7 separate regions of the Mus musculus genome follow, and regions 1, 2, 3, 4, 5 and 6 are each linked to region 7. A link is a contact called in public promoter capture Hi-C data. All regions are on one chromosome and are shown on one strand. The core of a region is the stretch at or near the end of the contact, and the rest is flanking DNA. Distances in the headings are between cores, read along the strand shown. Region 1 holds the start of Olfr1509 (olfactory receptor 1509). Region 2 holds the start of Slc35f4 (solute carrier family 35, member F4). Region 3 holds the start of Ap5m1 (adaptor-related protein complex 5, mu 1 subunit). Region 4 holds the start of Mettl3 (methyltransferase like 3). Region 5 holds the start of Chd8 (chromodomain helicase DNA binding protein 8). Region 6 holds the start of Rab2b (RAB2B, member RAS oncogene family). Region 7 holds the start of Tep1 (telomerase associated protein 1).

Region 1 (4,004 bases), core at 1,271-3,770, 1.6 Mb after region 7:
GGATTCCTTGGCCAAGAAGTAGACATTAAAATTCTCTTCAGTACTGCAAACTTGTTTCCCACAAGAGGTCTTAAGAATACTGTCAGTAACAGTATGTAAACACTGGATCCATTTTTCATGCTTTTGCCAATGTGATAAAAAGAAATGTACTTGGTTTTATTCTCTAACTCTCCTGAATGACTATCACTCAGACACATGTCCCCTTTGTGATTCCATTCCAGTGGTCATTGAGTTTGTATTCTTTAATCATTTTTAATGTGATCATTTATATTTTACTATCAAATTTTAAGTGTCTTTGAATAAGGGAATATTCTCCTTTTCTGTCCCATGTGTTCTGACATTTTTTTCCAGTCTTCTTTTTGTCTTTTGATAAATTATGGAGCACTAGCATGTAACAGAATGTCGATAATATACTATCAAACATCACCATTATGTACTGGTTCAATAGCTCTCTTATCACCTTTCTTTCTTTCTTTCTTTCTTTCTTTCTTTCTTTCTTTCTTTCTTTCTTTCTTTCTTTCTTTCTTTCTTTCTTTCTTTCTTCCTTCCTTCCTTCCTTCCTTCCTTCCTTCCTTCCTTCCTTCCTTCCTTCCTTCCTTCCTTCCTTCCTTCCTTCCTTCCTTCCTTCCTTTCTTTCTTTCTTTCTTTCTTTCTTTCTTTCTTTCTTTCTTTCTTTCTTTCTTTCTTTCTTTCTTAGGTATTTTCTTCATTTACATTTCCAATGCTATCCCAAAAGTCCCCCATACCCTCCCTCCCCTCCCCGCACTCCCACTTCTTGGCCCTGGTGTTCCCCTGTACTGAGGCATATAAAGTTTGCAAGTCCAATGGGCCTCTCTTTCCACTGATGGCCGACTAGGCCATCTTCTGACACATATGCAGCTAGAGACACGAGCTCTGGGGGTTACTGGTTAGTTCATAATGTTGTTCCACCTTATAGTGTTGCAGTACCCTTCAGCTCCTTGGGTACTTTCTCTAGCTCCTCCATTGGGGACCCTGTGATCTATCCAATAGCTGACTGTAAGCATCCACTTCTGTATCACCATCATTCTTAATGAGTGGATACAAACCTAGTCAAGTTCAGCCATTCATACAGACTCCCCTCAAGTCAACCCATGACTGTTAGGCTGCTTCAAATAGTACTAGATTTAAAATTCCTCCATCTTTATTATTTTTTTTTTCTGTAGTTTGGACACTGTATGAGACTACCTTGCCCTAAGTGAAATAATTAGATCAAAGCCTCATTTTGGATGATTTGTGATGATTACCTTTTAAAACTCTTATAGTTTATGGTCACCCAGGCATCATGAACAATAGGAACAATGCGATAGTATATAATTTTCCTGGCAGAAAAGTTACATTACAGAACTGAAAGAATCATAGTTTGTGGTTTATTAGTTCAATTGAGAGGGCGTGATTAGACTCACAATACCTAAGAAGTTAGTTTACTGCAAATAAGAGTTTTTTTCTGCCAACCTACAAAGTACAAGGCACTTGCCAAGTGCTGCAAGAGGTAAGTCATCTGTGGTTATTACTTTTTGAAAAAATACTTTTTACAATTAGAATTTAATTATATTATTTCCTCCTTCCTTTCCCTCCATCTAAACCTTACCATATACCCTCCCTTGCTCCTTCCTAAATCATGGCCTCTTTTTATTAAGATATATATGTATACATATAATATTTAAACATTAATGTACAAATATATAAATATGTAAATACAACTTGCTCAGTCTGTAGTGTTTAGTGTTACTGTGTATATATAATTTCAGGGCTCGTCACTTTGTGTTGGATAACCAAATAGGGGAATACTATCTCTTCCACTCTCAGTATTTCTTAGTTGCCTGTAGTTCTTTGTTTACAACTGCGGCCTCATGAGGTTGTCTCCTTTCATGTTACTGAATCTACTGGTATTGTACTTGTTCAGGTGTTGTTTAGGCAGCCATATTGGTGTATCATTGGCAAAACTTCTCTGTCATTCCTAGGAAATAGTATCTCACAGCCAGTTTTCCTGGTGTTCTGGCGTTTAAAGTCTTTCTGTTTCTTCTGTACTTTTAAAGAACAGCTTAGCTTATGGAAATCAAAACTAAATCTCCTACTTTCTTTTATAGTTAAGTACCATAAAATAATTATGAAAGAGAAGCAAACTTTTATTGAATCAGGATAGTTTTTCTAAAGTCAGTACTTTGAGGTAATACAAAAACAAAGTAAGAAATGAATAGTATTTTAATAAATGTAAAATGACCCCACACTGGACAAAACAAAATACTGTTAAAGTTTTAAAGATTATCTTAATAACAGAAGTCAAATAATGAGTGGTCTTCCTTGGAGCTTTATGATTTTGGCACAAGTCTGATACTATTCTTTGTGGATTATTCTGAAATGAAAAGAACCAGGTTAAAAAAAGGGGCAAGGATTTAAAATAACTTACATATTCATGCCAAGCCTCAAAGAAAAACAGTCATTTCAATGACTTCATCTCTGTATTACTCAGGATAATTTAAAATTTAACCCCCATCCCCAGATCCTCCGGAACGCTCATTAGATGGGAGCTCTAAATCAAACAAGAGTGACTGAATTTATCTTCCTGGGCCTCACTGACAACTGGGTGTTGGAGATTCTGTTTTTCGTACCATTTACAGTCACTTATATGTTAACACTTTTGGGGAACTTCCTCATTGTTGTTACCATAGTCTTCACGCCACGTCTCCACAATCCCATGTACTTCTTTCTGAGCAATCTGTCCTTCATTGACATCTGCCACTCATCTGTCACCGTGCCCAAGATGCTTGAGGGTTTGCTTTTAGAGAGGAAGACCATTTCCTTTGACAATTGCATTGCACAGCTCTTCTTCCTACATCTCTTTGCTTGTTCTGAGATCTTTCTGCTGACGATTATGGCGTATGATCGTTATGTGGCTATCTGCATCCCATTGCATTACTCCAATGTGATGAACATGAAGGTCTGTGTACAGCTTGTCTTTGCACTCTGGCTGGGGGGCACTATTCATTCACTTGTGCAGACCTTCTTGACTATTCGTCTACCCTACTGTGGCCCAAACATTATCGATAGCTACTTCTGTGACGTACCTCCTGTCATCAAGCTGGCCTGCACAGATACATACCTTACAGGGATTCTGATCGTGTCCAATAGTGGAACCATCTCCCTCGTATGTTTTCTAGCCTTGGTCACTTCTTACACAGTCATCCTGTTTTCTCTTCGAAAACAGTCTGCAGAAGGTCGTCGGAAAGCCCTGTCCACCTGCTCAGCCCACTTCATGGTGGTCGCCCTGTTCTTTGGGCCATGTATCTTCCTCTACACTCGGCCAGATAGCAGCTTCTCCATCGACAAGGTGGTATCGGTTTTCTACACAGTGGTCACCCCTTTGTTGAATCCTCTCATTTACACTTTGAGGAATGAGGAAGTGAAAACTGCCATGAAGCATCTCAGGCAGAGACGAATTTGCTCATGAAATCATGTGTGTGTGTGCTTGTGTGATGTTGTGATAACAGTCACGGTTGTGACCACATCCTGAATGTGGAAGTAACAAGTGCTCTTAAACGCTGAGCCATTTCTCCAGCTCCGAAAATACATTTTCTTAATAAAATACTCAGAAGGTGAAAAGTTAAACATTTTGACTAAATTAATTATGACTTTTTATTTTCATGGTTGATCCTTTCACACTGGAATCTGTCTACGTCCAAGCCTCAAAGAGTTTTGGCTGTTCTACTTTGCAAATTTTATAATTCCATTTTGAATTCTAGGTGTATAATGTTTGGGGTTTAGTTTTTCTTTGTGGTATGAAGTAAGTTTGAGATTTGTTTTACTATCCATTGGCTTGATATGGCACAATTTGAGACGTTTATTTTATTATTAAATTACTTCTATTGAAAAAGACTCGATCTTTCAAGTGTAGATTCATTTGTAACTCTTTTTTAATTAAATTATTTTATTTATTTACATTTTAAATGTTGCCCCCCCTTTCCAGTCCTCCGTTCCAGAGTTCT
Region 2 (4,049 bases), core at 563-3,062, 1.3 Mb before region 7:
CAGAAACTCTAACACTATATAATTACTTTTGTAAGGAAAATGAATAATGTAAGCGTCTACTGCTAGAAACAACTAGGCAGAAACATCTGAAGTAGATAGGCCTTTCTTGAGAGCAGATGAAATATTAAGCTGGAAAATATCTGTAGAATGGCCCACAGGACAGTGCTCTTGGTTTATTATTCAATGGAGAGACAGCACAGCCCTGGATGAAGTTACATTGGAAATGAAGTGCTTTCTCATCTATGTGTCAAGATTTGTGTGGGTCTTCTGCTTCACACAGAGCCTGTGATATTGATGGCATCCCAAACTGTCAAGGATAAATACCAATCAGGATGCATCTAAGGAGCGTCTGGTTAAAAATAACACCAGTTAAGAGCCTTCTTTTGCAACAGAAATGCTGTGATAAAGAAAACTGAAATTCCACCTGCATGGAAATTAAAGCATAGCTACTCTCCTAGTTCAGATTAAGGAATCAAACAAACGAACAAACAACAACAAACCAAAAAAATAAAAAAAATAATAAAAAAACCAAACCAAACAGGCTTCACTTTGGTGCTTAGCAGAACTAATCCTAGCAGATACAGTGGGGGGTTTGTGTGTCAGGGAAACAGAATGTGGAGACTAGAAACATAGAGACCCTCACTGCATCCCCAGCAACACGGTGTGTGTGTGTGTGTGTGTGTGTGTGTGTGTGTGTGTGTGTGTGTGTGTGTGTGTGTGTGTGTAGGAAGCGGTAGTGGATGAAACTGCTTCCAAAACCTGAGAGCAACTATGCAGACTGGCGTAATCTAGCCAGAATAAAGCTGAAATCCAGCAGCTCAGAGGTGGCCGCGTTGTGTGGAGGGTGTAGGTAGCTCCGCAATTCAGCCACTTAAGCAGGTTCTTTTCACTGCTCAGGGGGTAGAGAACCTTCTAAGGATGTTTTATCATGAACAATTATCGTGCTGGCAACATTTCAACAACCCCTGGTGAACAAGCTGACCCACCCAGCCAGTCTAACCTCAACCAACTAATGTCCCCCACAGTCTTCATCCCCAGCGTGGGGTAAGCACCCTGACACAGAGTCAAGCTTTCTGAGTGGGTATCCCAAGGGCTGATGGTCAGCTAGTGGAACAGCCATGTTAGCATCCTCCAGGCATAAATCAGCCTCCGGTAGGCTGACCGACGACAATCAGGAGCGCTTGCCCTGTCCTCTACACGCCTCTACCTCCAAGACTGAGACTGTCCCCAAACTCCTGGGTTCAAGCGCCCAGCCCCAATGGCTGCCTCGAGGTTCAGCACCGAGGACAGCGGACATCGGACATACTTTACTCCCTGAGGTCCTGGAGGCCAGGGCAGTGTTTGTGAGGGAGCAGACAATGCTGCAGGTGTCCCACCGCGCGCCTTCTGGCACCGCACCCCTGCCCCCTGTCTCCCTGTGCCCCTGTGCTCCTGAGCTCCCATCTCCCACCCGCAGTTCGCTCAGGACCGCCTCGCGGCGTCTTACTTTTCTGGCTGGAGTAACCCGGGTAATAGCCATAGTAGCCAGTAATCCGCAGGATCCGGTCCTCGATGGTGGCCACCCCGTTGGGGGCCGCCTTGACATCCATAGAGAACGCGGGGCGGCGGCTCCCGGAGCCGCGGGGCGTAGAGCAAAGCGCGGGGCCCGGGAGCTACTGCAGGTACCGCCGCCGCCGCCGCCGCCGCTGGTGCTGATGTTGCAGCTCGTGCTCCCGCGCCCCAGCTCTGATTCCACCGCTGGGCGCAGCTCTGGCTTCGCATCACAGCGGCGGCGGCAACGGCAGCGGCAGCGGAGCGGCCCCCACTCTGGCCGGCCTTTCTGTCAGCCTGGCAGCTCACCCGCCCGCCACCAGCTCACTGCTGCCCGAACAGCGCCCCCTCACCTCCGACGCCCACCCAGGTCTGGGACGCTTGTGGGCGCCCCACCTGGTCTCTGACTTTCACCGTTAACCCTTGTGCCAAAAGTAGACACCCCCAAGCCCACTTGAGGGAAGGACGGTGGCTAGATGCTCAAGGTGAACTGCTGTGGGTGGGAGACACTCACACAGAACTAGGGGTTAGCAATTCAAAAGATGCACACTGCAGTTTAGCACTTCTACCCTGCATTCGTTCCAGGCTCCTGCCCATTCCACCTTGGGTGTATGGATATGGAAAGCATTCACAGGCATTACTCGTTGCAACTTGTCTAGACATCCAAGGATCCTTTTTCTCCTTTTACCAACTGAGAAGGAGGAGGAGGAGGAAGAGGAGGAGGAGGGGAGGAGGAGGAGGAGGAAGAGGAGGAGGAGGAGGAGGAGGAGGAGGAGGAGGAGGAGGAGGAGGAGAAGAAGAAGAAGAAGAAGAAGAAGAAGAAGAAGAAGAAGAAGAAGAAGGAAGAAGAAGAAGAAGAAGAAGAAGAAGAAGGAGGAGAAGAGGAAGAAGAAGAGGAGAAGAAGAAGAAGAAGAAGAAGAAGAAGAAGAAGAAGAAGAAGAAGAAGAAGAAGAAGAAGAAGAAGAAGAAGAAGAAGAAGAAGAAGAAGAAGAATCTCGATCAGGTGGTGTGTGGATTATAATTACCCTAGTGAATGCAGAGATTTTAAGAGTTTAAGTCCTGTGTCTGATAGTCTACATGGGACCCCTACCTTCCAATAAACACAACAAAGGGTAGGACCATACATCTGAGCACAGCATATTCATTTGTCTAATTCTAAATATCCCACAATCTAAGAAAAAATATTTTCTTCTTTATTGTAAAACACATAAGAAGTAAGGGCTTTCAAACTGTATCTGAGCATACGAGCTATTGCCAAAGTCCAAAGACCAAAGAGAAACACTTTTTTTTCCTTTTGTTTTTTGTTTTGTTTTGTTTTTTGTTTTTTTTGTTTTGTTTTGTTTTTGTTTTTGTTTTTTTTTGTTTTTTTGTTTTTTTTTTCTGGAGACAGGGTTTCTCTGTGTAGCCCTGGCTGTCCTGGAACTCTCTCTGTAGACCAAGCTGGCCTCAAACTCAGAAATCAGCCTGCCTCTGTCTCCCAAGTGCTGGGATTAAAGCGTCACCACTGCCCGGCTACAGAAAGACTTATTATCTATGCAGAACATTCTAGAAGCTCTGTGATCAGGGTGAGCAGCCTTCACACCAATATGGCCCTTCTGAGTTGATGAGAAGTCCTAGAGTTAGCTGAATGCAAGGAGCAAAGGCTACCTTGTTCATAGATTTCAGTCCCTGTCTCTTAAGAAGTAATCCTCCAATCTCCATCGCAGAAGGGAAAATGAGAGGAGAGGGAAGGCCTTTATCAGCTGAGTAGAGGTCAGCTCCACCTTTCCTCAAGAAGTGTTTGACTTCCTGCCGATATTCACATTTCTAAAATTCATGAGGTGTGGGGGAGCAGAAATCAAGGTTGGTTTCTCAGTCCCTGCCCAAGGCTGCCCAGCATTTTTTCATTGTGTTATGGGCCCTTAAGAGAAAAAAAAAAAAAAAAAAAAAAGAAAAGAAAAGAAAAAAGGCAAGCTTTTGTCCTAAGATGAAATGGGCTTAAGTGGATAAAAATGCAGTATTAAATTTCACAGCGTGTTGATCATCTTTATTCAGACACAAAGCTCTACAAGGCATCTCGAGAAGAGACTGAATTTCATATGGTTGTGGCTGTGAACAGAGTCCTTAAAGAAACCAATTTCCAGCTGCACCCACCTGTTTACTGTTAGAGGCGAGAAAGGAGCTAATACACCAGACAGAGCCAAAGGGCTCTGTGACACTGAAGCAATGGGGGGAAAAGCTAAATATGTAAAGCTAAAAAGGAAGGATTATGTCCATCCCCACCCCAAAGTAATCTGTAGCTTGTTTGTGTTCGTCTTACTACTTGAATAGCAAATCATATATAGAATCCATTCATTGCACACAGAAAGGTATGTCAGTCACATTCATTTAAGATATTCCCTTTGTTTTCACATTTCTATAAAACATAAATTTCCCATATTTCATCTAGTATATATGTTATAACAGCACACACTAACATGTACATTTAATAAAAGAGAAATTGAGACATAAAAAGGCATCAAAAGTAACAGACATGTTA
Region 3 (3,590 bases), core at 321-2,820, 1.8 Mb before region 7:
TACTGTTTTTCTGTTAATAAGTAGCTCGTCATGAAAGTATTATTTAAAGATCCCAAAGCCTGTAAGATATAAAAATTGAAACAAGTAATTACAGAATTACCTAGTATCTTGACCAAGGATACACAGTAAATGAGCAGAATTTTATGACTGGTGAAGCAAATGTTATAATATCTCCAGACATTTACATCTGAGGAACAGCAATAAATTTTTCCTAGGTGTAATTATAACTTTTACTCAAATCACTTTCATTACAACTTACAATTTAGGCATGCTATTTCTCTAAACAAATGCAGTATCTATGCTAGGAATGACTGCAAGTCAACGTTCAGTAACAAAAAAAAGTAACTGAAAAGTTAGATTTTTTTTTTAATGGAAACAATGGCATTTAAAATTCACGCCACAGAACACGCTGATGCTCAATGGATACAATTTTCACCTATGGTGACATTCTTAACTGTGAACTGCAGTGTTCTCTACAACTTACACTTCTGCTGCTATGGAGTAATCACGCCCCAGCGGGGGAGAAGGTGTATTCCTCATTTTTCTTCATATGACTACTTCTATTTTTTTCCACACAAGAAGATACTGTTTCATTGTCTTGTAACCCCATTCCATTATCTCAAACCTCACCGCTTCTGACACTGACACGCCACAAAATCCAACTGTCAAGTTTAAATATTGAAACACTCAAGAAAATGCACCTGAACGCTCCCACAGCTTCTCACAGCCCAAGGATCCTTTAACTAGCAGTCGGAGGGTTCCACAGCAATTAAATGCAGTAAGATGTGTCGCTTCCCTTCCGTGCTGAGGCTAAGTAGGCCTTTATTGTCCTTAAAAGAATCCTCCCAGCCTTTTCGACTGTAAGGTAAGACGGCAGGCACCCCAGGGCCGCTTCTGAGCTTGTCGGAACCTCGGCACCGAGGAGCCCCCCAGAGTCTCCATTCAGATGCCCCCTGTAGCACCGTCGCGAGGATCCGCACAGCAAGACCCGGCTCGCCGGCCCTGGGCTCCGGAGTCAGCCCTGCCCACTGCCCGTCCGGTCTCCGGGACGTCTGGCCGCCCTGCCACCCGAGCCGGCCCAGCGTCCCGCCGCCACCCGCCCCTCCCCCGCCGCCGCCGCCGCCGCCCGCCGAGCCCCGGGACCCACCTCGAAGAGCTCGGCCGTCGTGGCCATGCCGGCCGGCTGAGAGGCTCGCCCCGCGCTCGAGGCCGTCTCCGCTTCACATGCTGCGCCTCAGCGGCGCCGCTCACCAGTCCCAGCTCGGCCTACCGCCTCCGGCCCGGGCTGCGCACCGCTGCTGGCTGCCCCGGTCCTCACACAGCGAAGGCAGAGAGGGAGAGCAGCCATGAAGCGGAGCCGCAGACGCCTGTCAGCTGCCTCCCGGCGCCGCCCGCGCCGCTCCCATTGTCACCGCCTCGCACGCCGGAAGTGGGGCTGCGCGCGCCCGGCCGACTTCGCGGGGCGGGCGAAAGGAGCGAGCGGCGAGCGGGCCGCGGAGGCGCTCGTTTGCGACAGGGTGACGCGTCTTGAGCCTCGCGGGCCGCCGTCCCGGAAGTGGGCGAGAAGAGTATTCCAGTCCCTTGAGATTCCGGGTGTAGGTTCTTAAGACCTTCTGAGGAGTGTTTTAATCTCTTGAAGGGACCGGGAGACTTGAGTCACCTCACCCGGAAGAGCGAGCATCTCCAGTGAGCTCTTGCGGCTCAGGGAGAACCCGGACGTTGCCTGGTACAGCCCATCTAGAAGGCGGGGTCTACTTTGGCTGGATGGCGACCTTAGTTTCTACATCGCTCTGATACTTGGGAGGCTTAACCATGGCCCTGCGGGCAGTGTGGCTCATACGTCACGAACCAGGAACTCCACTTGGAGGCACCGTCAGATTCTCCAGGTAATTGCAAGTCTGGATCCTCAGGCATGATGGGTCCAAGGATGAATCTAAGCAGGAGTTTTTGTGGTGCGCTGAGTCTCAGCTGTCCCAGGAGCAGCTAGCAGGGTGCCCTTGGGCAATTTAGGCTTTCTACGTTTATCTCACTTTGTTGTAAGGAATGAGTTGCTTGTTACATGATGCTACATGTTTTCTAGTATTACTGCTATTGTATCTTTATTTATTTATATATTTGAGACAGGATTCATGTATACCTGGCTGTCCTAGAACTTGATACGTAGACCAGGCTGGCCTTGAATTTACAGATACCTCCAGAGTGCTGGGATTACAGGTGTGGGCCACGACACCCGGCTATACTAATGTATCTTTAAAATTAATTCCATCTGTTTAAGTTTGGTACAAAAATGATTGCTTAAAGAACGTTATAGTTTGCAGCTTCTAGTGGGTGAGCAAAATAGAAGTGTGAAAAATTAAATTACAGTCACCTTTTTATCCAGGTGGCATAAGTGGTTTGGTCCCACCTTTAGAATTTGCCATATCTTACCAAGATAATTCTATGGAGAGGACTCTGCAGTTCTTTATATTAGATATTAACCCCGATATAAAGTATAGCTGGCTAAGTTCCCCCCAGTCTATAGGCTGTCTCGCCACTTTGCTTGTAGTTTTATTTGCTTTGCAGAACTGTTTTGATTTCAGGAGATCCCATCTGTCAGTTCTTGAAGTTGTTACCTGTCTCTTGGCATTATTTCTAAGAAGCCTCTGTGTTAATGAGTAGATGTGTGTTCTTGGAAAGCAGCAATGTATGGTAGAAAGGTGACCAATTTTAAATCTCTTCGAATGTAAACCAGAAAGCATTTGAATGGTGTAACTGAGGAACTCAGTTATTAGGTTTTTGTTGCTGTGGTTTTGAGACAGAGCCTCACTGTGTACCACTGGCTTACCCAGAATTCACTGTGTAGACCAAGCTAGCCACAAACTCATAGATACCCTCCTGCTTCTGGTTTCCAAATACTAGAATTAAAGGAATGCAACAACCATGACCCCCATTAGTTGTTAGTTTTGCTTACATTTCAGTAACACATGTACCTGGTGTCTACCATACTGGATAATGCAGCTCTAGATACTTGAACTGTATGAATCTATGGTTTTCTTTATTTACATTCCTTAATGATAGGGTCCAAGCTGCCTCTACCTTTCAGAACAGTGCTATCTAGTAAACATCCTCAAACAGGGCCTTAGAACATGTCTGTACTGATTTAACAAAATACTGACAAATAGCTTCCCTGAATGCAAACAGAGTCATTAGAAATCAGTGAATTGGGCTGGAGAAATGGCTCAGCAGTTAAGAGCACTGACTGCTCTTCCAGAGGTCCTGAGTTCAGTTCTCAGCAACCACGTGGTGGCTCAAAACCATCTGTAATGTGATCTGATGCCCTCTTCTGGTGTGTCAGAAGACAACTATAGTGTACTCATATACATAAAATAAATAAACACTTAAAAAAAAAGAAATCGATGAATTTCTGTATTTCCCTGACTCTTATTTTAATTTTACCAGTAAAGGAGAACTAATTTCTATTTGTATACCTTTCTGTAACAATATTCATTAGACTCTTGAAATACCTTTTCTGTGAATTACCCTTTCCAAAGATACCATTTTATCCATTCTGTATAATTTTATCTGTTATATTTAAGTCCACTAGGAGTACA
Region 4 (3,839 bases), core at 393-2,892, 1.4 Mb after region 7:
CTCCAGTAGGAAGTCCCCATTAAGCTTGCCCCATTTCTTAGTCATTGTAGCGACTGTGGACCCATTCATTTAGCATCTTACATATATAATACTGTAGCTGTGACACTTTCTTTCTTTTTCTTTTCTTTTTTTTTTTTTGGCTTTGTTGTTTTGTTTTGAGGCAGGGTCTCTCTAGGTAGTTCTGGCTGTCCTGGAACTCACTGTGTATACCAGGCTGGCCTCAAACTCACAGATATCCCTCTTGTTTAAAAAAGTGCTGGGATGGGCTGGTGAGATGGCTCAGTGGGTAAGAGCACCCGACTGCTCTTCCGAAGGTCTGAAGTTCAAATCCCAGCAACCACATGGTGGCTCACAACCATCTGTAACAAGATCTGACTCCCTCTTCTGGAGTGTCTGAGGACAGCTACAGTGTACTTACATATAATAAATAAATAAATCTTTTAAAAAAAAAAGTGCTGGGATTACAGGCATGAGCCACCATGAAGGGTTTTTCTCCCTGCTTTTTCTTCTAATCTTCTTTGATTCTCACATAGATTTTTAAGCTCCTTTAAGGTAACAGCAGTGTCTTCTTTTTGCCGAAACCCATGAGTAGTGTAGATATGCAATAAATGTTCACAAATTACGGTGAGACTGAATTTCACCAAGGTCTGCTGTTGTGAGCTGTGAATACTGCAAAGCACTGACATGCTACCCACACATGTAGTATGGATTCGGTATTCTCGCAGAGCTTTGCAACTGGTTTACCTTAAATAATTGAGCTTGTGCTGGAGAAGGCTATTAGGGTAGTACTCTTTTAAGTGCCTTCAATTTTTCTAACTTTGTCATACAAGGGGGAGGGGGAAAATGTTTAAAGACCAAAATCAAGTGTTTTCAGATTCTTGCTACGTTTGTAAACACTTGCACTACTCATTCATTAAGGTCCTAGTGAGAAGGTCCTAGTGAGGACCCTGTTGTGGCTGCTAAACCGGGCTCTGGGGATAGATATACAGAAGCAATCCTTGCTCCCCGCCCACATGGGAAAGAAAAGACAGTGACAAAGCAAACGTTACAACTAAGGTAAAACAGGCACAGAAGCAACAAAACGGGTTTTGCTGGCTCTCGGAATAAGGTACTGAGAGGCTTCACGGACGCAACATTCTCCTAGACAGGACTGGAATGGGACCCAAGGAGAGGAGTGGACCCATGTTGGTGTGGTGTTACGCTTGAAAAACCGACGCCCGGGAGGAGGCACTGCAAGCTTTCCCGCAGGTGGGCATGCGTTTCAGCTACTCGGGAAAGATGGGGTAACCAACAATCGAGGAGTCCAATAAAGGGCTGCTCCGGAAAGGGCGCAGAGCCCGGGGCTGTCTTCCTCTCCAGGAGTCTCTCGCCCCGCCCAGGCCCGCCCCGACCACCCCGCACCTCACCCAAGTGCCCAGAGTCCTGCTTCCGTCGCCGCTGCAATCTCTCGCGAAGCGAGTCCAGCTGTTTCTTATGGGCCTGGATAGAGCTCCACGTGTCCGACATCCTAGCTCCCAGCGCGGACTCGGCTCGAATCAGGCGCGGCGGACTAGCACCTCCCCAGCCTAGAACTAAGAAACATCTAATTCTCACGAGGACGCCCGAAGGCCAGCCGGATAGAGCCAAGATGAAAAGCCACTTCCGGTTGGCGAACCAGCCGGACGTAATCCTCACGGTAGTTCTCTCTCGTGTTTCCGGGAGCGCTGAGGCTGTGTTTGCCATGTTGGTAGCTGGCAGACCCGCCATGTTGTTTCTTTAAGTCGTTAGTGACAACGCATTTAAAATAGCAGGGCTAGAACAAGTGTGAGTGTTTGACGGGTGGGTGTATGCGTGGAGAGATGGATGGACGGGAAGGAGTGAACAGACTGTTAGTCTGGTTGATTGTATATTCTGGTCCTTGCACATACGGTCAAGCACTGTATCATAGATTTCTGCCCTTAAGGCCCCAGATTTTCTAAGTTAAATATTATCTTCCTTCCTTCCTTCCTTCCTCCCTCCCTCCCTCCCTCCCTCCCTCCCTCCCTCCCTCCCTCCCTCCCTCCCTCCCTCCCTCCTTCTTTCTTTCTTTCTTTCTTTCTTTCTTTCTTTCTTTCTTTCTTTCTTTCTTTCTTTCTTTCTTTCTTTCTATACAAAGTGTGTGAAAGGAGAGTGGAGTTTCACTATGTGGTTCTGCAACTCACAATCCTCCTGCCTCAATATCCGAGTTCTGGGAATTCAGGCATATTCTAAGACAAACATCTTAATTAGGGAACCATCTTTTTCAGCGTGAGGGAGCACTCTTTAAAAATGTTCAGGATGAGTGGAGAGATGTCTCGGCAGGTAAGAGCACTCAGTGCTCTCCCAGAGGTCCTGAGTTCAATTCCCAGCAACCACATGGTTACTCATATCCATCTGTAATTGGGATCCGTTGCCCTTTTCTGGTGTGCCTGAAGACGGCTACAGTGTACTCATATACATATAATAAATTTGTTCTTTTTTTTTTTTTTAAAAGAAAATGTGCAAGAAATGGGGAGGTAGCTCAGTAAAGTGTTTGCTGTGAAAGCATGAGATTCTGAGATTCCCAGAACCCACATAAATTTAAGGCAAAGCTGTGTGGGGTGGCAGACATTGTTTTAGCTTAATTTAGAAAAAGGTTTATTTTTGTGTTTGAATATTTGTATATGTGTGTTTGTACACACACACACACACACACACACACACATACCTGGCTCCCCTGGAGACCAGAAGACGGAGTCATCTTCGTGAACTAGAGTTACAGGCAATTGTGATGTACAATGTGGGTGCTAGGGTTTGAACCTGAGTTCAATTCTGTAATAATAAATTGTGCTCTTTACCACTGAGCCTTATCTCCAGCCCATGACTAGGCAGTTGTTATCTCAGTGTTGGAAAGGCAGAGAACAGTAGATCTCCTGGGCTGGCTATCAAACCTATCCAGAAACAAAAACTAAAGTAAAATTATTTCTATTATTGCACTGAATGGTCTTATGTACAGTAGTTTGATTACAAAAACTAATAAAATAGTCCCTAAATAATGAAAAGTTAAGGGGCTGGAGAGATGACTCAGCAATGAAGAGCACTGTCTGCTCTTCCAGAGGTCCTGAGTTCAATTCCCAGCAACCACATAGTGGTTCACAACCATTTGTAATGGGATCCAATGACTTCCTCTGGTGTGTCTGAAGACAGCTACAGTGTGTACTCAAATAAATAAATAAAAACGGGGGTGGTGGGTGATAGCTAAGTGGCAAATATGTGCATAGTATGCCATAGTATGCCAGAGATCTCCAGGGCAGCAAAGCAGAGTCAGGGTTTACGCGATTGTGAGACGACGTTGCACTCCTCACTTCAGCTTTGCCTCCTGTGCTATGGGGGTTGGGTCCACAGTTGGACCAATGTCTCCCATAATTTATGATCTTATGTGGGATGTATATACTTGCTGTTATTCCTGATAAATGAGCCAATTAGAGCCAGACAGGATCATATTAAAGGCAGGTTTACTGGGAATCTGCTCTTGAGTGAGTTCACTGTCCCCAAGGATTGGGGCCAGGGGGGTGGCCATGGATGGGGATGGGGGAAGAGAAAAAGATAACAAGTTCTCGAACAAGGGGAGAAAAGGAGGAGGAGAGATGGGGAGGGGAAGAAGAGAGCAGGGTCGAGGGGGGGGGAGGGAGAGAGAGAGAGAGAGAGAGAGAGAGAGAGAGCCCGCGCGGGCAAAATGTCTGGATTATAGAGGGAGGAACCTCTGGGGGAAGGGCAGGAAGGGCAGCCTGGCCCCTGGAATGGCAAATTCAAGGTTGTGGGCAGGGTATGCCAGGTAGGGAGGAGGGATGCTGGGAGAACCT
Region 5 (3,604 bases), core at 1,013-3,512, 1.4 Mb after region 7:
ACACAAAAGTCATTTTTAACACAAAACTCTGCCCCAGTCCCCAGTGGGTATCAAGCCCCATCATCCGGAAGCACTGCAGAAGAGGTTGTCCTAGGAAATACTACATGGATGTCTTCTGGCAATACAAAATCAGCTCAGCAGCTATATTCTCCATCTACTTCTAAAAGGATCTGGTCAGTTTGAGAATTGGGGGAAAACAAAAAAAAAAAAAAAAAAAAAAAGAAAGAAAAAACAAAAATCAAAGAGCCAGCTACACAGATTAAACACTTGGAAGACAAGAGCTTAATTTATGCATTCCTCCACCAAATCCTTTATTCCTGCGCTTCTGAGATTACAGCTTTAAGCCTTCGTTGAGCCTTTTTCTCTTTCTCCTTTATTTGGTGTGGGGAGGGTTCAGACGGGTGGTGTCTCTTCTGTCTCTGTGTGTGTGTGTCTCTCTCCTCTCTGACCAGTATCCTTTGCCTTGTCTGGTAGTCTTTGTCATACCACTCTGACTTGCAACAGCTTTTAAGTAGAACTCTGCTGTATTTCTTATCATAACCTTTATTATCTTAACAGCTGGAATAACTAAGACAGTTCAAGTAATGTTTTCCATTTTCAAGATTTTGGTAGTAGTGAATTTGTATAATCTGAGAACTTGGGAGGTAGAGATATAAAGACCAAGGTTTCAAAGTCATTAGTGAGTTGGAGGCCAAGCTGGACTATGAGAGACTGTTTCCAAAAAACCAAAGTAAAATAATCAGGGGTTGTGGTGGGATCCTTCATCTCAGAGCCCCCCCCCCCAGCCCCAAATGGCCAGCATTACTAAAAGATATGACACCCAAGGAAAAACAAGTTAACAAAAAAAAAAAAAAAAAAAAAAAGAAGAAGAAGTTGCCCACTTCCTGCCCTAAGAAATTGATTACAACTTGTGGAACCTGCAGGGTGACCATAAAAAGATATTTTTAGGCAGAAGACACTCTGTAATCAAAAAGACAATATCCCAGCAGGGGCCAGAGGTGCACGCCTTTAATCCAGGCAGAGGCAGGAAGATCTCAGTGAGTTAGAGGCCAACCTGGTCTACAAATGGAAAGCCAGATATCCTTTCAAAAGAAACAACAGCAACAACATAAGGGAAACATTCAAATTGCAAATCCATGTCCTAGAATCTGATGTGCCCCCCCAAAACGACCTCAGTTGGCACTAAGCCAGTCTCTGAGTTAACAAACTCAGAACAGAGATTCTGTGGACATCGATGTGATGGCAGAATGCAGCAAAATCGCTAAAGCAAGGTCCTCACTCGTGTCTGAGATGTCTCACTGTGTCTATCTTTTGAAAGAAAATTACGTAGCGTTTAAAATCCGACTTCTGGCTCACTTTGCTCACTCACTGCGAAGACTGGTTCACTACATACCTCCTCTGGGAAGCCTTTAACGACGTCAGGACTGCCCCTTAAAGAGGCGCTGCTGCGTATGCACAGCTGCAGCAATGGCAAGCCGACTAGAAACAGGTAAATTAAGACACAAAAAAACCAAAACAAATTTTAAATAATATTCGCCAAGAGGCAGTCCTCCTCTAGTGAAGAGTTTACATAATGTGTCAGAAAACCAAAGAGCTCTGCAGACCTGTCAAGGAAGACACAAGACTTGTGCTGTTCGTTTCCTCGTCACCTCTACTTTGCAACAGCCCCGCAGAAATTGGGAACATAATAAATCCGAACACGTTCACCTCAGGCTTCCCTACCCACATTTACTAAAAACATTAAAGATAAGAGAGGAGAGGGAAAAAGAATCCAGCCAAAACAAACTAAAACCCTGGCCTCGCACTTCTGACTCCAACGTATGGAGTAACCTAACCGAGCAGGGGAGTTTTTCTTCTTGGGAAAGGAGGAAGAAGAAAAAGGCAACTGTCTCGAATGTGCGCCTCGCCCAGCAGTGCCATGACAAGCTCCAAAACTCCACGCTGGCCCTAGCAGCTCCCTCGCGGCCCGTCCCAGCACGGCCCCGCGGCCCGTCCGGTCCCCAGCGCCTGCCTCTCACAAAGGAGAGTGGTTCAGCCCCGAGCATCCCGCACCTGATCACCGCTCGGCGCTGCACCCGCATGGGTGCGAGCGAGCGAGCAAGCGAGGACGTTGTTACCCCACCCACTACCCGCCCAGGCTCCGACGAGGCTTGGTGGAGCCGCGCGTGCCGCAGGCTTACCTGAGCCAGTCCTGCGGCTTCCTTCCCTGGGCAAGAGTTGCAACCCACCGTCCGGGAGAACAAGGCGCCTTCCGGCGGAGCACGGCCAGCCCTCGCCGCAAGCAAGCTTGCTAGTCCTCCATGCGCCTGGGCCCGCCCACCGCCCTCCATCTACCAATGGCGTGGCCGGAGCCGGGCGCCATCCAGGAAGTCTCCGAAGGCTGGGAGGGCCTGAGGCTGGGAAGGGTACGTAGGCAACCGCAGATATGCCTGCTTGGAAATCGGAGCGGGCGGCGGGCTGGCAGGCCAGGCCTCTGACCCCCGCCGCTGGGGGCGCTGCAAACCCGGACAGCACCTGCTACCTGTCTCGGGAGGCCATCTTGGGTCGACTGGCTTGGTGATCTCCCACGATTACGTATAGGAATGTGAAGGCCTTTTTGGAGTTCTGTTGGTCCGTTTTGGTCCAGCCCCTACATGCCCTCCTCTCATGTACTCAGGATGCCTGTCAGTCATGGGGAGGAACTCTGGAAAAACGTTGAACAAGACTGGAAACAAGCCCCACCACCTCTTAAACGTAGGAATGATGCTGGTTTATCAAAGAAGCCAACGATCAGTTTTTCTGAATGCCACTTCTAGGGTGATCCTTGACAAGCAGGATTATCAACACATAATCGACACGGGTTTTATAGCCATTCTACTTGCTTATCTATGCACGTTTCAGATTTTCCAGTATTAGAGTTTTGTTTGTTTTTTTGAGACAGGGTCTCAATATATCAGGCTGGCGTTAAACACAGAGATATGGTATTTGAGGCATGAGCTACCACGCCCTAGACCAGTGTTCCGATTTTAGCAACCCAAAATTCTGAGTCATTTAGTAATATCGGGAGTGAGGAATTTCACTTAAAAAGCAAAGGACCTTAAATTTACCAATAGTTCCAATTACTACGCACGAATACACACTGGGAAACAAGACTTATCAGAGGTACACTGACGGAGTCATTTATTCTGGAAAGAAGCAAAATTTCACCATAGGTCAAACTACACTGAGAAAGGTGTTCCTGCATTTTCTAAAGTTCTGCCGACTACATTTCCATACAAGAAGGGTTTTTTGGTTGTTGTTTGTTTGTTTAAATACCAGTATTAGAAAACTCGAGGAAGCCGGGCGTGGTGGTGCAGGCTTTTAATCCCAGCTCTCGAGAAGCAGAGGCAGGCGGATTTCTGATTTCGAAGCCAGCCTGGTCTACAAAGTGAGTTCCAGGACAGCCTGGGCTACACAGAGAAACCCTGTCTTGAACCAACCCCCCCCCCCCAAACAAACAAACAAACCTGAAGGAAGCTTGAGCAACACAGCAAAACCTGCAAAATTTGTTTTTAAAGAGATTTATTTATTTTTATAAACTTTGCTCTTGTCATTTTCCCTAAACAATATAATTTGTCAACTATTT
Region 6 (3,889 bases), core at 757-3,256, 1.4 Mb after region 7:
CTGCTGAGTCAGCTCTCCAGCCCATTGATAGCATTTCGCGACAGTGTCTCAGAGTACTGACTAGTTCTGTGTATGAAGCAGCACTTCTTAAACTGCAATTCTAAAACTGTTTTCATTGGCAATTAAAGAAGCTGCCTAAGGAACAGGTCTTCAAGGACAAAATACCTTCAATCACCAATAATTTCCAGAGTACATTGGTAATAGCCTCTCTTAAAGCAGTATGGAAACTGACGAACTGATAGAGCTTTTGACACTTTTCTATTTCTAGGCAAAATTCATCTCTTTCAAGGACAATATTTCAAAAAAACAAAAACCCCACTGCATCATAAGCAGACAATTCATCCCCTTTTCTATTTTCAAAATAGTATTTTGTACATAGCATGAGGAATTCATACTCTATATAAATATTTTTACTTTAAGGTGCTATATGAAATACCTGTTCTGAATACCTATTACCTCAACAAAAATCAAAAAGATATTTTTTTGGAAAAAAAAAATCACTGTCAACTTTTTTTTTCTCTCAGAACAATAAGAATGTAATTTCAATGAGTAAGAAACTAAAAAACAGGCTGAGTATAGTGGTGCATATCTAATCCCAGCATTTAGGACGATCAAGTCAAAATCATGGTCAGGTTACCCAGGAAGCTTAAAGCCAGTCTCGGCGCAAAAACAAACTTATTACGAAAGTCCGTGAGGCTGGGAGTGGTGGCGCACGCCTTTAATCCCAGCACTTGGGAGGCAGAGGCAGGCGGATTTCTGATTTTTGAAGCCAGCCTGTCCTACAGAGTGAGTTCCAGGACAGCCAGGGCCACACAGAGAGAAACCCTGTCCCGAGGGGGTGGGGGGGGGAGAGTCTAATGCAGGAGGATCTCTGGGAGTTTGTGTCCAGTGTGGGTTATATAATGAATCTGAGGCTATTTGCTCCTAAAAGAAGAGAAGGTGAAGAGATTAGAGGAGGTGTCTGTGCAGGAAGAACTGCAATGTCCGTACATTGGCTTTTACCTCTCCAGACTTAAAAGAATCCTATGTTGGTGTTTATGTTGAAAAACATGTGAAGCTGGTAGTTAATAACAAAATACAGATGAGATGTTTAATAAGCAGTCATGTTTCCGTGGGATTTTTCCATAAACATACAAGTTGCATTGGAAGAAAAAAAAATCCTACGGCAACTAGTATCTTACATCCATCTCTAAAGTTACCTTTCAATCATTTATCCTCCACTTACCAGCTTTTATCATTTTTCATATACCATGATTTCAGACCAAGGTAGCGAGAAGTAACTTTTTTTGGTTTTTCAAGACAGGGTTTCTCTGTGTAGCCCTGGATGTCCTGGAACTCACTTTGTAGACCAGGCTGGCCTCGAACTCTGAAATCCACCTGCCTCCCGAGTGCTGGGATTAAAGGCGCGAGCTACCACGCCCGGCCGAGAAGTAACTTTTTATTTAGAATACTGAGACTGTAACTTTCTCCTTTAGCAGTTCTGGCAGCTAGCTTTTAGCTGTTCTGGAACGAGGGGATAGCTTACCTATTGTGAGGTCGTGCACGGGCTGGAACCGCTTGTCGGTAAACTGAAGGAGGAGACATGACTTCCCCACACCTGCGAAAGAACGGTGTTCACTAGACGCACGTCACCCGGGAAGCCGCTGGCTCCCAGACAGGGAACAGGGTCTAAGGCAGGGGCAGAGCCCCGCCCCCGGGGCTCGCCCCGCCCCCTCCGCGCAACTCCGCTCACCCCGCCCCGCCCCCAAGCCGATTTTGGAGGTAGGATCCCCGCCCCAACTCCGAAGGCGGTCCGTCGGCGGGTTACCTGTGTCTCCGATGATGATGTACTTGAAGAGATAAGCGTAAGTCATGGTCCCGAGGCGTCTGTGTTCCGGGTCCTCCCGATTTCTACAGCCACTTACCTCCGACCTCTCTAGCCACTCAATCTACGGGTCTCCTTATTTGCCTCCGCTCCAGCCCTTCTAGCTCAAGCTGCGTCTCTATTGCTCTCCCCCAGAAATCTTCGCTGGATCGGCTGTACCGGACGCCGCCTCTAGGGCCACCCAGTGCTCTTCTACATGCCATTATCCCACCAAGCTCCAGGGGGCGACAGCGACCCTTCGGGCAGCTGGGATCGAGACTGGTTGCGTCCCTGACTCGGTCCAATCATCGGAGAGCGACGCTTTCTCCTTGAGGAAGTGACGCGCTCGGAACCTAGTGGGGGCGGTGGGAGCGATGCGGACGCGGAGACGCTGAGTCGCTGGTAGTGGTGCTGTGAAGATGGAGGTGGGTGCCGAGTCTTTGAGGGCTGATGAGGGTTCGCGGCCGACTAGGGGAAGCGGAAGCGGGAATGCAGGGCAGCGAGGAGCCAGGGGGGCTCGGGAGGGCTGGGGTCTCAGCACGCCACTGCTCCGCTCACTCACCCACCGCGGCTTTCTTTTGGTTTACAGTTTCCCGGAGGAAATGACAATTACCTGACGATCACTGGGCCCTCGCACCCTTTCCTGTCAGGAGCCGAGGTGAGCAAAAGCTGCTGATGCTGGGGCGCCGGAGGGCCTAGGCAGCGGTTAGGGAAGGACGGTGGGGGTGAGCGCGGGGGCTGGCGGGAGCTGGAGGGGACAGTGGCCGAGGCTTCGAGCTCCTCTAAGGACTGTGGAGGGGGTGGGGGTGGGGGAGAACCGAAAGCGGCTGTCATGAGGAAACCAGGATGTTGAAGAGACGGCTTGTTTGAGGAGTTTCTGTTCTGAATAGGAAGAACGAAAGGAATTGTTCTTTGGTTGGGGGTGAAATAACTAACAATCTTGGGAGACAGCAAGAAAGAAAAAAAATTTTTTCAGTAAAGAAATCGAGATAAAGAAAGTTGTTTATCCAGCAGGGAATAACTTCGGACAGTTGTTATTTCTTGAATTCTATAGGGGGCTCTTTTATTTGAAATGTCTTTTCTGATAAAAGTGGTTCATCCTACTGATGTGGCATCTGTTTGCTTGGCTAAAGAACGACAGAGGGAAAGAAATAGCTGCCAGAGAACATAGAAGGGGGTAGAGTGCACCTGTTTCCCAGTGATCACAGACTGACTATGTCACCTTTGGATTCCAGTTGTCAAATGACTATAATAACAGGGTTTGGTTTGGTTTGGTTTGGTTTGGTTTTTAAAGATGGCGTGAAGTAGAAGTAATGGTTGTTGGATGTTCTAAGACCTTCCACAAGGGTCACCTAAGACCATAGGAAAACAGATACTTTGTGATTCATAACAGTAGCAAACTTATATTTGTGAAATAGCAGCGAAAATAATTTTATGGTTGGGGGTCACCATAATATGAGGAACCATAATAAAGGGTCCATGCAGCATTAGGAACGTTGAGAGCCACTGCTGTAAGATATTCAGGAAAACTTTTGGTTGACAGATTTTCCTATTAGAAAGCATAAAACTTATTTGAGCAAGCGAAAGTCAAAGCTGCAGTGTATGAAATTTTACCATTTTTTTTTTGAGAACTTGAGCCTTGGTCCATCTTTTGAGGATTATATACTACCTCCCAAAGTGCTGTGAATTCATTTGCACGGTTGTTTGCACCAAAAGTAGTTATCCATTGCTGTTGTGTCGGTTTATCCTGTGGGAACATTGTTATGGTTGAGAGATGATTGACAGTGAGTGATTGCTAGTTGCTTTTGCTTTTTGTTTTTTGTTTTGGTTTGGTTTGGTTTGGTTTTTTGGTGTTTTTTTTTCTTTTCTTTCCTTTTTCTTTTCCTCTTTCTTTCTTTCTTTCTTTCTTTCTCTCTCTCTCTCTCTCTCTCTCTCTCTCTTCTTTCTTTCTTTCTTTCTTTCTTTCTCTCTTTCTTTCTCTCTTTCTCTCTCTCTCTCTTCTTTCTTTCTTTCTTTCTTTCTTTCTTTCTTTCTCTCTCTCTCTCT
Region 7 (3,886 bases), core at 1,015-3,514:
AGAGGCTGGAGGTCAGGGAGCATGGTCAGGCACCGATTCTCCAAGGAGAGGATGTCTGGGTGGACAGATATATGCCCATCTATTCTCTCCGTGGGCTGGAGGTCAGAGAGCATGGTCAGACACTGGTTCTCCAAGGAAAGGATGTCTGAGTGGACAGATCTATGTCCATGTATTTTCTCCAGGGGCTGGAGGTCAGGGAGCATGGTCAGGCACCGGTTCTTCAAGGAGAGGATGTCTGAATGGCCAGGCACATGCCCACAGAGCTTCTCCATAGCTGAAGAACAATCAACATATGCCTAGAAGAAAAAAAACAGGTAATGAGATGCACTAGAAACATATCAACTCCATACTCATCTGTTTGTGCCAGTGATAGGCAACAAACAAATATTTCTACTTCTTAAAATTATGTTATTGTTATTATTATTATCGTGTGTGTGTGTGTGTGTGTGTGTGTGTGTGTGTGTGTGTGTGTGTGTATTGAGAGAGGGAGAGGGGAAGACAGGTGTGTCTATAAGTTTGGCCATGCGTGTCACAGCATGTGTGAGGCTGGAGGACAATCCTTGGGAGTTGGTTCTCTCCCCCTACAGTGGGATGTGGGGATTGAACTCCAGTGGTCGGTATTGCAGTGTTGTACAGCCATCACTTTTAACCATCTTGCTGCCCCCCCCCCTTTTAGATTTATCCAGGCGTAATTCTAAGGGGACAGGGGGGAAAAGGGAAAGCAAAAGCTTAGAGAGAAGCCTGGCATGGCATAGCGGTGACCTGTCTAGAATCACAGCTGAAAAGGAGACCATAAGAACATGGAGGCCAGCCTGGGCTACATAGCAAATTCCAGGTCCACGTGAGCACTGACACTCTCTTTCTCAAAAGAAAATGTGTCTTGCTATTCCTCTCATGTCCCTGTACTACAAGGAAAAAAAAAAAGTAGTGAGGGCTGGGCTGGCATACACCTGCACTCCCAGCACTTGAGGCCGAGGCAGAAGGGTTAGGAGTTCAAAGGTCATCCTTGGCTACATAGCAAGTTAAAAGATCAAAATCACCCTGGAATATAGGAGACTTTGTCCAAAAAAAAAAAAAAAAAAAAGGTGGGAAGCTAGAAAGATAGGTCAGTTGATAAAACATCTAGATGACAGTAAGGCTCAGTAGTCTATGACTGTAATCCCAACACTGAAAGGCAGGCAGATTCTTACATCAAGCTGGCCAGCCAGCCTACCAAAAGTAACTCGAGAAGCAATAGAATAAGACACCTGGTGTGGAGTTCTAGTCTCCACATACCCGTATATATATCCGCATATGCACATACTCTTGCACACACAAACAAACACATACACACATATACACACCCAACGAGTAATAAGGAATTTCAGAATTAATCCAATATGTATGTATGTATGTATGTATGTATGTATGTATGTATGTATTGAAACAAGGTCTCACTAAAAAGGTCTGACTGACCTGGAACTACTATACAGATTCCAACTCACAGAGAGCCACCTGCCTCTGCCTCCCCAGTGCTAGGATTAAGACATACACAGCCACATCTGGCATAATCCAAGAGTGAAAAACAAGTTCTCAATTAAAATTTTAAGTTAACAGAGAAATAAAGACATGTAATTTTTTTCCTCTCTGGAGTTTATAGAGATTCTGATTAACTTCTGAAAGCTTAAAAGTTCTTCCCCAAGTTCCAGAGATAACTGGTATTGATAGTTTTATACTGACATTCTGTGTATACACTAGTTTGTATGTATACCTGCCTCCACTCCTACCCCGGTCCCTTTTCTTTGGCCTTGCACCTGAAGCCATACTTCAGACGCTATTCTTTTCTTAGGAAGTCGTGGAGGCCTACCGCGTTGGCACCTTAGTGTCCATTACTGTTAAACGTGTCAGTCTAGTGAGTTTCTGTTGCCAAAAGTGATCACAACACTCTTCATTTGTTACAGTCACTCCCTCCTAGGATTCTTTAAGGCAAAAGGAACCCATTCTCTCTGAGCATCTATCCCTCCGCCCCACTAAGGCCACCCCACCTCCCTGCCAGCCGCCCGGAAGGACTAAGCGGCTGCACCACGCTCGCCCAGAGGTCCTTCCGGGAGTCCAGCTGACACAGGTCTCGGCCAGGGCTCTACCTGCGCTCAGGATTGGAAAAGCTGTGCGCAATGAGAGGCGCGTTGGTTCTCCGCAACGGGGAGCAGAAACCGGCCTGGGTCAGCCAGTGGACTGGTTGGAAGCAGAGAACTGAAAGAAAACCAACACCCTAGTGAGGCCAAGGGGTGAGGCTGGGCGAGGGAGGGGCGGGGCTGGGGGCAGGGCGGGGCTGAGGGCGGGGCTGCCGCGTGTAGGATATCGCAAATGCCGGGATTATAGGGTTGTGCTAACCACACCCGGTTTGATTTGCACAGTTTAGGGATTTATACTTCCGGCTAGGCCAACTTTACCAACCGAGTTGTATTTCCACCCAATACAATCATGCTCTGATGCTATTATGTATCCTGAAAATACCCCAGAGGCTTATGTGCTAAAATCATGCCAGCCTTGGGCAGCTGTTGGGAGGTGGTGAAACGTTTAGAAAGAAAGATCGCTGAGAGTGTGCCCTTGGCTGACCTTTGAAAGTCAGGCCCCTTCTCTCCCTTTTGCTTCCTTTCATCCACCATGAAAGTAAACAGTTTCGTCTGTCGCCACCCCACTCAATCCCACTCCACCCCATCCGTGAACTGCTTTGCCACAGGCCAAAGCAAGAGGGTCAAGAGATCCTTGACTGAAAACCTCTGAAAATATGATTCAGAATGGTGGCACACACATGTAATCCTAGTACTTAGAAGGCTCTGGCAGGAAGATCAAAGAGTTAACTCTACTCATGCTATTTGAGTTCATTATGTTATCTTTTTGTTACTGCGACAAACTACCTGAGATAATAAACCAAACCCTTTTGATTGTTTCTTTCTTTTTCAGACAGGGTCTCTCTATGTAACCCTGGATGTCCTGGAACTCACTGTTTAGACCAGGCTGGCTTCTGACTCACAGAGATCCGCCTGCCCCTGCCTCCCATCTCCTGGGATTTAAAGGCATACCCCACCACCAACCACCACGCCCAGCAACAAATTTTTTTAAATTTTGATTTTGGGGATTTGGGCTTTTATTTTTAGACAAGGTCTATCTATATAACCCCAGCTGGCCTGCAGCTCACTATGTAGACCAGGCTGCCCTCTAATGGCTCAGAAATGAAGAGAATCTGTTTTTGCAGAAGGCCTAGGTTCAGTACCCAGCACCCACATCATGCCTCACAACCATTGGTAACTCTAATTACCCATGGTGACCTCTTCTAAACTCCAAGAGCACTTGGCATGAAGGTGGTGCACAGACATACATAGAGGCAAAACTCATAAATACAAAGTGGAGTGTGTGGGTGGAGGTCTGTTTTGTATGTAAATTACTACTAGCCAGGTAATATACCCTTATAATTCCAGAGATTTTAAAGGCTGAAGCAGAAGGATCTCAAGTTCAAGCCAGATTCCTTAGGGAGCATTTGCCTCCATAAAATAAGTAAGTGAGTAAATAAATAAATATAAAAATGAAAAACCCCTAAAGATAAATAGTAATTTTAATAGATTTTGTTGTAGTTCCGAGACAGGATTTCTCTGTGTAGCCCTGGCTATCCTGGAACTCAGTCTGTAGACGAGGCTGGCCTTTAACTCAGAGATCTGCCTGCCTCTGCTTCCTGGGTGCTAGGATTAAAATGCATGCCACCATCTCATAGCCCCATGGATTTTTAATGTGCATGAATGACTGGCAGAATCATTCAAAGTTGTAAGCACAAGAATGCCCCTCACTGTAGAAGTGCTCTGCACAGTTACTAAGGGTCTAGCACTCTTAAGTCCCACCTACTAAATAT

What was found. Promoter capture Hi-C pulls out the DNA fragments that hold promoters and counts their contacts. Capture Hi-C pulls out chosen DNA fragments and counts their contacts.
Region 1: a promoter capture Hi-C map of pre-B cells shows a contact between it and region 7, with 3 times the contacts expected there. The contact joins the promoter of Olfr1509 here to the promoter of Tep1 in region 7. A contact is called at or near these places in 2 of 39 promoter capture datasets (maxillary cranial neural crest and pre-B cells).
Region 2: a contact with region 7 is called in a promoter capture Hi-C map of hippocampal neurons, with 2.2 times the contacts expected there. The contact joins the promoter of Slc35f4 here to the promoter of Tep1 in region 7. A contact is called at or near these places in 2 of 39 promoter capture datasets (cranial neural crest and hippocampal neurons).
Region 3: a contact with region 7 is called in a promoter capture Hi-C map of adipose tissue, with 2.9 times the contacts expected there. The contact joins the promoter of Ap5m1 here to the promoter of Tep1 in region 7. A contact is called at or near these places in 1 of 39 promoter capture datasets (liver) and 1 of 9 other capture datasets (adipose tissue).
Region 4: a promoter capture Hi-C map of liver shows a contact between it and region 7, with 4 times the contacts expected there. The contact joins the promoter of Mettl3 here to the promoter of Tep1 in region 7. A contact is called at or near these places in 5 of 39 promoter capture datasets (the 3T3-L1 cell line, the C10 cell line, cranial neural crest and 2 more).
Region 5: a promoter capture Hi-C map of pre-B cells shows a contact between it and region 7, with 3 times the contacts expected there. The contact joins the promoter of Chd8 here to the promoter of Tep1 in region 7. A contact is called at or near these places in 4 of 39 promoter capture datasets (the C10 cell line, cranial neural crest, liver and 1 more).
Region 6: a contact with region 7 is called in a promoter capture Hi-C map of adipose tissue, with 2.5 times the contacts expected there. The contact joins the promoter of Rab2b here to the promoter of Tep1 in region 7. A contact is called at or near these places in 6 of 39 promoter capture datasets (the 3T3-L1 cell line, the C10 cell line, cranial neural crest and 3 more) and 2 of 9 other capture datasets (adipose tissue and macrophages).

What each region holds. Positions count from the first base shown.
Region 1 is chr14:52,447,873-52,451,876 of GRCm38.p6, forward strand. Olfr1509 (olfactory receptor 1509) reads left to right here and starts at 2,521. Exons shown (of 1, transcript NM_020514.2): 1 at 2,521-3,530. The coding sequence starts at 2,543. The coding sequence ends at 3,469. It also overlaps Tcra.
Region 2 is chr14:49,524,025-49,528,073 of GRCm38.p6, forward strand. It overlaps Slc35f4 (solute carrier family 35, member F4), which reads right to left and starts at 1,813. Exons shown (of 8, transcript NM_029238.2): 1 at 1,487-1,813. The coding sequence starts at 1,589.
Region 3 is chr14:49,064,979-49,068,568 of GRCm38.p6, forward strand. It overlaps Ap5m1 (adaptor-related protein complex 5, mu 1 subunit), which reads left to right and starts at 1,571. Exons shown (of 8, transcript NM_144535.5): 1 at 1,571-1,886. The coding sequence starts at 1,813. It overlaps Exoc5 (exocyst complex component 5), which reads right to left and starts at 1,689. Exons shown (of 18, transcript NM_207214.3): 1 at 1,148-1,689. The coding sequence starts at 1,174.
Region 4 is chr14:52,303,482-52,307,320 of GRCm38.p6, forward strand. It overlaps Mettl3 (methyltransferase like 3), which reads right to left and starts at 1,643. Exons shown (of 11, transcript NM_019721.2): 1 at 1,407-1,643. The coding sequence starts at 1,506.
Region 5 is chr14:52,255,498-52,259,101 of GRCm38.p6, forward strand. It overlaps Chd8 (chromodomain helicase DNA binding protein 8), which reads right to left and starts at 2,263. Exons shown (of 38, transcript NM_201637.3): 1 at 2,181-2,263.
Region 6 is chr14:52,277,389-52,281,277 of GRCm38.p6, forward strand. It overlaps Rab2b (RAB2B, member RAS oncogene family), which reads right to left and starts at 2,007. Exons shown (of 8, transcript NM_172601.3): 1 at 1,808-2,007; 2 at 1,526-1,597. The coding sequence starts at 1,853. It overlaps Tox4 (TOX high mobility group box family member 4), which reads left to right and starts at 1,758. Exons shown (of 10, transcript NM_023434.3): 1 at 1,758-1,844; 2 at 2,000-2,268; 3 at 2,433-2,501. The coding sequence starts at 2,263.
Region 7 is chr14:50,868,290-50,872,175 of GRCm38.p6, forward strand. Tep1 (telomerase associated protein 1) reads right to left here and starts at 2,265. Exons shown (of 55, transcript NM_009351.2): 1 at 2,124-2,265; 2 at 1-296. The coding sequence starts at 272. It overlaps Gm26782 (a long non-coding RNA gene), which reads left to right and starts at 2,007. Exons shown (of 3, transcript XR_874615.2): 1 at 2,007-2,267.